Regions from separate parts of the Pelodiscus sinensis genome. Here region 1 is linked to region 2. Evidence: chromatin contacts called from public Hi-C data. All regions are on one chromosome and are shown on one strand. The core of a region is the stretch at or near the end of the contact, and the rest is flanking DNA. Distances in the headings are between cores, read along the strand shown.

Region 1 (4,859 bases), core at 1,289-3,788, 390 kb before region 2:
TCTATCCCTTTCTTAATAATTCCTAACATTCTATTTGCCTTCTTGACCAACACAGCACACTGCAGTGAAGACATAGCCTGAGGGTTCTAGGAGTCGGAGTAAGAAATCCTCCAGCTTGACAATATTTTGACATTATTTTGAAATAACTGCCTGCTGTGAAGACATGGACTAAGTTATTTTGAAACAAGGCTCCTTATTTTGAAATTATGTTGCTGGGTAGACGTACCCTAAAGTGCTGCAAGACTGTTGGTTGTTTTTTAAGTTTCTCTGTTGGAAAGTCACCGCTTCCCGCGCTATAACCCCTGAGGAACCATTCTCAAATCTACAGGCCCATATGTCCCCAGCGATCAGCCAGGCTCCCATCCAAGACGATTTTAAAACCCCGCCTTTCACTGCATGTCCCATTTGCCCGCCCAGCACTGAGTGCGGGGAGTGGGCGTGCAGTGGGGTATCTAGGGAGAAGAACAGTTGCTCCCCTTACTTACACTGGATAATGAGCCTTCTTGGTCCATGCACAGCTTCAGCAAAAATCGCAGACAAAAAGGTGTCAAGAGTGTGGGGAGCTACGCAGGAGAGAAAGTCGCGGGCTTATTCTCTGGCCTCTGTTCTCTTCTTGGTATAACAACACACAGAGGCGCTGTTTATAGACAACTTGTCAGCACCAAGGCTGCGGCGCTGAACGCTGCCTTCCTCTAGGTGGCAGTGCTATCCCATAGCTCTCAGACTCGGGCCGGTGAAAAGCAGAATGTGTCTCATTTCCATGGGGGGGGGGGCGACGAGCACCCAACCCAACCTCTGCCCCCCCGCCCCTACGGCTGCTAAACGCATTTTGACGGGTTAGGAAACCGAAATCTTGTGAGCTATCTACTTTCAGCATCTCCGCTCCTGCCACAGTCCGCTGACGGTCTAAATTACCTTTTTCAGTCAGCCCTGGTTGTTCTGGAAAACTTGCTAACTGTGTCTGTCCAAGCAAGGAAGGGACATTTGCATCTCCAGTATGGACCACCCATCTACCCGAGGGCTCCAGAACATGCCCAGCAGAAAGGCTAGGTCTAAATCCGTGTGTGTGTGTGTGTGTGTGTGTGTGTGTGTGTGTGTGTGTGTGTGTGTGTGTGTGTGTGTGTGTGTGTGTGTGTGTGTGTGTAATTACAACTCTGTTCTGAAAAGCTCTGACAATTACAAAACCTGGGAGAAAGGGTGGTGCAGACTGAAGGATGTTTTCCTAACAATTCTTGGTTGAAGATTTGAGGGTCTGAGCGATCAGCAGTGTGGATCAGAATACGAAAACTGTTTTACCCGCATGTGTTTTCAAAGAGGCGTCTGTGGTCACCTTTGTGAGAACAAGTACTGAAACCAGTTACAGTGAGCATGGCAGAAAATCAGTAAGGACAAGATTGCCCAAGATATTAAAAACAGCATTAAAAGAAATGATCGCAGATAAGGAAATACGTGCAAGAAGCTACCTGGGGAGGACTGGTTGCCTATAAACATTCAGGTGGTTGCTTATTAAAGAATAAAACGTGAGGCTTTCCTGGGGGAAAGACGGAATAGTTTCACTGAGCAGCAGCGAGGGATAATTGAGCTTAATCCTGGAAAAAAAACGTTAGGCTCACTCACTGTCTGACTGGTTTCTCCCTCACTCCACACGAGCTAGAGAAATATAGAAAATCAACACCACTGCACGGTTTTCTTGTTTCACTTTGCTCCATTTCTGTGGTCATTTTGTTAGCACCTTGCTGCTCATGCCTCCTCTAAAACTGATGTTCTTATACAGGGGCAGCTCTCCGAGAGTTTTAACGAGAGCTGCCAAGTGGGTGCATGAATGAAGTTACCATTGATTGTGACTCAGGGCACGAAAACCCAGAGCTTCTTAGCTAGTTAATGTTTCGGGTCACCTCGAAAACGATGTACAGTTTGGCAGCATATGCAAGCAGCGCAGACTGATGCATTTACAAAAATGCTTTATCAGTCAAAGGAAGATGGTTTACAATTAGTTCTGTGTTCACTCTCTGCTCTTGTTTACATTTGTATCGGTATGTGTGTCTCTGTTTCGCTTTGGAAAGTGCAGACAGGTTTAACATATGCGCATGTGTGTGTATGCATAGGTGTGTGTATGGATATCTTAAACACACAGCTGAGTGTGTATGTGAGTTATTTATATATGCACATGCCTACAGATACAGGCATAGAGACAAATACACATATATTACAGTATATCAGACCAGCCATTCCCACAGATTGTAAATCGAACAGATCTAAAAATTAGTGAGATTAAATAACTCGACGCCTACATAGGCTTGCGTATCAATGACTGAACATACGTTGCGAAGTATTCATCTCTATGCACCCTGAGACAAACCGAACTGGCTAACTGAAACCTCACTGCGAAACAGGGAAATGTTTAAAGGAGGAGAATGCTTTCTGGTTTTGCAAGACTGTATATAGCTACCACCCCATTCAGTGATGGGCGTGTCAGCCGGTACACACATATTCAGGTGTCTAGACACACTCTCTATTGTATAACATCTACACAGATACGGAAGAGCTGGCTTTCTCGGATATTTTTAAAACGCACGCTTCTTCCATCTGTTATGCGAAATAAATAAACAAGCAAGCCACCCTGCTCTGCGAGAGACAAATGCTTTAGTGAATGCTTTATTGCATTGCATCTGTGTGTGGAGAGATGAGATGCGGTAGATTCTGAAACACATGGGGTGGGGACAGGAGGGGAGGAGAAAGAGAGAGAGTGAAAGTGTGAGTGAAAGAGATCCTCCTCCTACCTGGAGCCACAGCTTGCAAGATACGTAGTGTCACCTGGGGAAGTCAGAACAAGTAAAAACACATTGAACTTGAGGGCGCTATAAGGTAGTTGATCAAGATTAGAGCTTGCTCATTTTCTCCCCCAGACTGTCCTGGGTTTTTGTTTTGACTTTTTGAGAAACTCTTTCTGCCCCCTTTTCCTCCCCAGTATCAGAGTCAGTTTTGGTCACCATGGTTTTAGAAAAAAAATCTTGTCTGAACGTTGTCGAGTTTTTAACACAGTTCGACCGGCTCAGTTTTTGGGTAGCCTCCGAAATGCTCTTGACTGGGATTTAATCGGCAGAGATCAGTTCTACTTTTTGTGCATTTTTATGGCTCAGTCCATTCTCTAGATCATGCACAGAAACTTTCGCAAGTGGATTTTCTACGTGTTTCTATGCTTTGGAGTCATCTATGTCAAATTAGGGTAAGTCAAGTGTTTGTGCACAGTAATGCTCTGCTTTGGGGATCAAATCTGTGGGCAAAATATAGTGCCAGAAATGTGTAACGTTTGTCTCTCCTTGCCTGTGAAGAAGGATTGAAGGTTCCCATTCATCCGCAAACAAAAAAAGGGAGAACGTGTATTTCTGTTAAGTGCTTTTTTTGTGAATCGCATCAGACCGTCCCTGCTTTAAAGGAGAGCGAAAGATAGAAGCGACAGTAACTTTCAGACTCCAGGGACCAGCCGGGCTGTGAGGAGGGATTCTTTTATTTCGTACTATTTAATCGAGTCTAAATATTATCTCTGGCACACAAGCCCCGTCCCTCAGAAATCTGACGGAGCGAGCCCAGCTCCTGTGATGAGACAATAGAGTTTAAATAGTCGACAGAAAAGGAGGAGGGGGAGAGGAGGAATCCCTGGTCTGAACCTGCTCGCGGGGAATTTTTTTTAAATGCAGGCCTAGACACCATTTGCCTTTCTATCCATCACCCGGACGTGTTGAAATTAACTTGACAACTGGTCCGTCTACCTCCCTGATAAAACAACCCCGGCCCACCCCAGAAACGAAGAGCAGCCGCGCAGCTGATTGACTCTGCAGCCCCGCCAGGCCACGTTTCAGCTGGGCGACTGGGAAGCCAAATCTGCGCTTTGTTGTTTGACCACAGCGATCTAGATCGCTATGTTATTTGAGTTGCCAAGTTTCCCTCGCTCGCTCTCGCTCACCTGGAGAGCCTTATGAATATCGCTCTCGCAGGAGGCTGACTTGAGTTGTATTTCCACATTCCTGAGTCCCAGCCGAGTTCCTACCTGTCGAGCTGCAGCCTCTTAAAAGAGCCTGCCTTAGCATAGCTGCGGGATTTTTTTTTAAGTGATCAAGAATGCATAAGGTGAGTTGTAATCTGAAAATTCTTGCTTCTCGGCTTGAAATCAATGGCGGTGGGGGGGGGAGAGAGCTGGGAGGCGCTGCTGCTGCAATTATATTAAATTGAGGATAATTACACTCAGCGCAGGCAGAAACACTCAGCCATACGTCGCTCCACACGCGGTGCAGAGTGCCTACTGGTAATAGACGAGCGATGAGCTCCCAGCCCCGTCCGCCTCTAGCCAAGCCAGGATGTGAGCGAGCTTTGGAGCACACGCTGCCTCAGGTAGCCCTCGCCCTCCTCTTCCTTTGAGAGTGACTTTTTAAACAGGGCCACAACACCCAACATGCTACTGAGCAGCGCGCCCTGCAAGCGGCGCAGCTCCAGAAAGTGGTGCAGTCCCTTGCAGGGCAGAGACCAGAAGTCCCAGCCCGAGGTAGATGGTAAGGGGGGAACGTAACCAAGTGAACCGAAAAGCAGCGGGTTAAGTTCACACAAGGATCAGCTCCAAAAACCAGTTTGCTGAGGGGAAAATCATTAGTCCAGGTACCGCTGACTTACTCTCTTCCATCACCCAGCTGGCCACCTCCCGCTGGAAGGAATCGGATGGCTACAGCAGGTAACTGGCAGTAGGAGAGGATGCCCTTTAATGACAGTGAAAGAGGAAAGTCAAGAGAGGTGGCCCACTGGACCGGCTTTCCGGGGTGGTTCCCGCATGTGGCTTAGTGGTCAGAAGCTAGTTTTTGCCAAGGTCG
Region 2 (4,852 bases), core at 1,493-3,992:
TTGTAGTGTAGACATACCCTGGGAGATTTGCCATTAATTTCACTGGGGGCAAGATCAAGCCCTATATTTTGTTTTGACTCATACTCATCCAAATATTTTTAAAGTGGCCGAATCTGTATGAATGTGAATAAAAGGTTTGTCATGTCCCTGAGGCCACATAGTAATACTGAGGTGAAATTTACACCACTATCTATTCTGAACAGCTAGTGAACATAGGCTCTGGTTTTTGGAATATTGGATTTTTCACTGGTCAATAGAAAAATCACATGACATGTCAAAATTAAAATAACAAAAGCATAGTGTTTTTTAATAGAAGACAAAGGTTTGTACACTTCTGTGTTGTTCAACAGGGAATCCGGGTATGGTGTGTGCCTTCATTCCTGAAGAAGGGAGTGCCGAGTAAAGAGGAATCTATTATAAATCACATTTTTAGTGAGAATGGCAAAGCTGCATAAAACTCTTGCCTTAGGGAATCTGTCTAATTTGTCAGCTAAAATTCAGTGTCTTGACAGAAAACTAGTCTATTCATGCTGCATGGAGACTAATTACCCAAAGAAAGAATCTGTTCAGGGAACTGTCAACAATGACTTAGTGATGGCATGATCATTGAAGGTGGGGGGGGGGGGAGATTTCAGAGCTTCCAAAATCAGTGCAGTTTCTCCTTCATAACGTGCCAGGCCTTAGCCAAGTATCAGTTCCATATCACTCTCTCACTTACACATCACTTCACAACCTGGGGTGTGGTGTCACCAATGGAGAATGAAGTACCATAATCATGTGTTATTCCTAATAAACTGAAAAATAGGAAAAGAACTTGCAGAAAAGGAAAATTCTAAGAGACAAAGCATTATAAATGGAAATGGTGTTTCACTAGTGGCAATATGGAAGGTGCAATGAATATGAAAGTTAAGCACCATATCTATAGCAATAACTTTCTTTGGGTATTTTTTAAAGGTATAAGTGTAATCGTTTCCATACAGTGTACATCATGTAAAGCAGAAGAAAATTTAACATAAGTGGAGTTACATCAGATTTGTAGCTTGTCAGAGAAGAATTTGTCTCTCTAGGTCTTAGGGTAATAAAAGCCACTCTGATAATTCTTTAATTACAAATTCTTCAATCATTCTTTAACCATAATTTATTCTCCAAAAGAAATAAGAAAGTTATATATAATGGAATAGAGTTAATCTTCTGTTAGTGGACCAAATTCTAAATGTCTTGAATATCTGCCTTTCATAATGATAGCAGTGAAAGTTTCAGGTGCTTAGCATCCCTCAGGATCTAGCTCAGTTCTTAGTTGGGCACTGATGAAAGCAGGAGTGTCACCTAAATAGTGGCTGGAGTCCCAAAGGAGTAAATCCCCTATAATTATCATGTTAGTCAAAGAACATAGCAGTGGTCACCACATCTCAGGATCAAGTCATAAGTTGTGATCCTTCAAGGTGAGCAGACACTCAGAACTTCACAGGATCCAACCTTGAGGAAGGTCTTCAGGATTGGGCCCAGTTAGCTTAAAAGAAAACTAGTGCCCTTGCTGAAGAAGGCTTAAAACATGTAAGACAGTTGGGTCAGGAAAGGGTGTATTCAACCACGACCACATCTGCTTTTCTTTCACAACACTGGGTTCAAAAATAAAATAGTTAAGAAGCTGCTCATTACAAGAAATCATTATTACAATTAAACAAACATGGAACATGCCACTACTAACTAATTTAGACCCTAATTCAACAGAGAACTTTAATGCATGCTTAACTGTAAAAATGTGAGTAGTTCTACAATGTTCTTACAATGGGACTACCCTTAAAATTAGGCATGTGTTTAAGTACCTTCATAAATCAAAGCCCCACTGCTTTATTTGATTCACAAATAACATCAATAACTAGTTATTTCTCAAGGAGGGCAATAAAAAATGAGCATAACTGTCCAAAAAAAGGCAATGTTTACTTTTAAACAAAAGAACACTTTTGAAATATTAAATAAAGAAAGGTTATAATATCCAAGCCACTCCAACCCAACTAAAAAATAGTGATATAAATTAATGATTTACTCTGGGTTTATATATCTGTTTGCTTTGGTATTCATAAAAATGCACTGTTTCCTTAGCGACCTGAACATCATACATAATTTAGTCTATCCTTGATCTAAAGTACACCCTCTTAAGGAAATGCATACAGTTTCTCAAGAGAACACTTTTCCCTTTCTCATTGTTTATAAAGGAGGAAATAATGAATTGGTTTGTCCTGAATAGGTCATTTTTGATCTTTTCTTTTCTCCCCATTACTAATGATACCTGAAATTTAAACACTCATCAACATCTTACTCAATCACCCAATTCACAGGACGCTTCTAACAATGCCCTCAGTCTTAACAGAGAAGCACCAAATTTACTCATTTTATCTTGAAATATCATCCACCGCTTTCCAACAAATTCATTAAGCTACAAAAGACTAGTTTCTGCCTCTCTACCCCCATCTTCCTTTTAAACAGAGCCTGATTCTCCACCACCTTGTGTGTTGTAGGCTCATTTACACATGTGCAAAAATGCATACTCCGATATGGTAGCTTTTTACACTGACTTAGCACTCACATGACTGGATTCACAGATGTTTCGTGGTCCCCTTTGTGCTGGTGTATATGGAGGAAGGAGGGTATGTTTGCAAAGCAGTTGCATGGCCACTTTCCCAGCTTCTCCAATACCTTGGCAGAAGATGACTTTTACGGGAACTATGAACCCAGTCCTCTACCCCTCCCTTCATTGCAAAATAATCTTGTTCAAACAAGTCAGAGTTGTGGGGAAAGCAGCTCAGATATTCTTAAATCCTGACAGGTCTGCACCACAGCGAACTCCCAGAGAGACCATTGTAGCAGGAGCACAAATTAAGGCTGCCATGAGGAAGCAAAATCACTTCTCTTCTTTCCCTGTCTGCGATAGTATCGACATGGGCATGAACATCAGGAATGAGCATATGTGCGAATGGCAGTACAAGGTAGAAAGCACTGGAGAGTCAGGGCCCCAGCGAATGTAGTGTTCCTGAGAAATGATGGATGGATAGCCCTGGAAACTCCCCTCAGCAGATACAGCTCAAGCATGAACTTCCTTACACTATTCTGCAGGATCAAAAACAGCAAGGAGACTTGTCAAACAATGTGGTTTACATGGCAAATAAAAGTGTGTGCCAGATGATGTTTTAAATAAAAAAAATTCTTGATATAGATGCACAATAAACAAATAAACACAGGCTTAACCTCAGAATCATTATAGACATATTCAATATAACTTATTTACATCACAATCTTTGCTGATCACCTAGGGTATGTCTACACTGCATTCTTATTTTGAAATAAGCTATTCTGGAACAGTTATTCTGAAATAACTTACTTCGAAAAAGCACATCTACACTGCAGGGAAGTCTCAAAATTAGACCGAGGAAGGCTTCCCTAATGTAGACATGCTATCTCAATTTAGAACCCTAGGAGACACTGGGAAAGAATAACTTAGAACGGTCCTGGTGAGGGGCTATTTTGAAATAGCAGCACTGGAGCTTCTACACATGCCATATTTCAAAATAGCTATTTTGGAATAGGCATTATTCCTTGCAGAATGAGGTTTACAGATTTCAGAATAAGCTGTCCATTAACAGAATGGCTGTGTAGGTGCTCTCATTGTTATTTCAAAATAACGCTAGTTATCTCGAAATAACAGTGCAGTGCAGGCGCACCCCTATTGATCTCTCGCTTCCAAAGAAGTGAATTTAATATAATCTGGTTCTTCGTCTATTAGGCCATTTTTTTGCAAAAGTCACAGTCAGACCTTTTCAGTCATTTCATTGTGTCATTTTACCTAAACAGTATTTTAATTTGCTCTATTGCAGGCCAAGCGTCTCACAAAGAGGAAAATATTTTTACAGACCTACTAGGAGTCAGTAAAAGGAGGTGCGACAGACTGACATTTCCTACAAGATCTTGAATGGATGCTTTTGAATTAGGCATTTAAGTTAATATCTTTAGCAGGGAAAAATGCTACTGTTTAGGCATTGCATGTTTTCCATGGGAACAGTGTTTAGGAGAACAATGGGGCTGATTAGGTACATTGGTTCCAGCTGTAACAAAACTACTCGCTCCATCTCATCCCCTGGAAAAGTGTGCATAAAGGGGTTTTAGATAAATATTCTGGTTTTAAGATGGCTCTGGGCCTTCCTGATCCCGCAAAGTCTATGTCTAGACTGCAGGCTTCTTTCAGAAGAAGCTTTTTTTCAGAAGAGAAACTTATTCGAAAAAGGGATGCACTTTTTTGAAAGAAAGCGTCCACACTGATTAGACGCTCTCTCGCATAAAAGGCCATCCAGAACCACTTCAGCCAGGGCTTTAGGTCACCAGTTGCTTCCAAGTGCTGGTACCTGAGCCTTGCAGAGACACATGCTTAAAGGGATCCCCCTGGACAGCTGTTCCTCTGCTTCTGCTGCGTGCTTGCTACCTCTTCGAGCGACAGCAAAGCTCTCGCAGTGCCTTCTGTGGTTGCCCTGTTTTGTTTTTGGATGCCACAGCTTTGTTCTTTGTGCCATGGAGCCGGAGGTGCCCCTGGGCATGCAATGGCTCCACACGGCCGTGCTGCAGTTTTTGCAGCACTTTTTGCCAGCTGCCTTCCTGGTCCTGCATGAACTTGACCCCAAGCTCATTCTGGGGACCGTCTCCCTGGGTTCAGGAGCTATATTCTTCAATCAAAACCCACTGTGGAGAGGTGTTTCTGGAGGATGGACACCAGTTCCAACTGGTGGGACTGGCTGTTCATGGAGCGGCGGGACGACCAGCAGTGGCTCCAAAACTTCTACATGTGGAAGGCCACTTTTTAGGA

Evidence for each region. Hi-C and Micro-C count contacts between places; a contact is called where the count stands out from the background.
Region 1: a Hi-C map of liver shows a contact between it and region 2, with 6 times the contacts expected there. The contact joins the promoter of WNT7B here to the promoter of ATXN10 in region 2. A contact is called at or near these places in 2 of 5 Hi-C or Micro-C datasets (liver and an unstated tissue).

What each region holds. Positions count from the first base shown.
Region 1 is chr1:124,526,164-124,531,022 of ASM4963464v1, reverse strand. WNT7B (Wnt family member 7B) reads left to right here and starts at 2,538. Exons shown (of 5, transcript XM_075900022.1): 1 at 2,538-3,226.
Region 2 is chr1:124,139,569-124,144,420 of ASM4963464v1, reverse strand. ATXN10 (ataxin 10) reads right to left here and starts at 2,742. Exons shown (of 11, transcript XM_006127756.4): 1 at 2,588-2,742.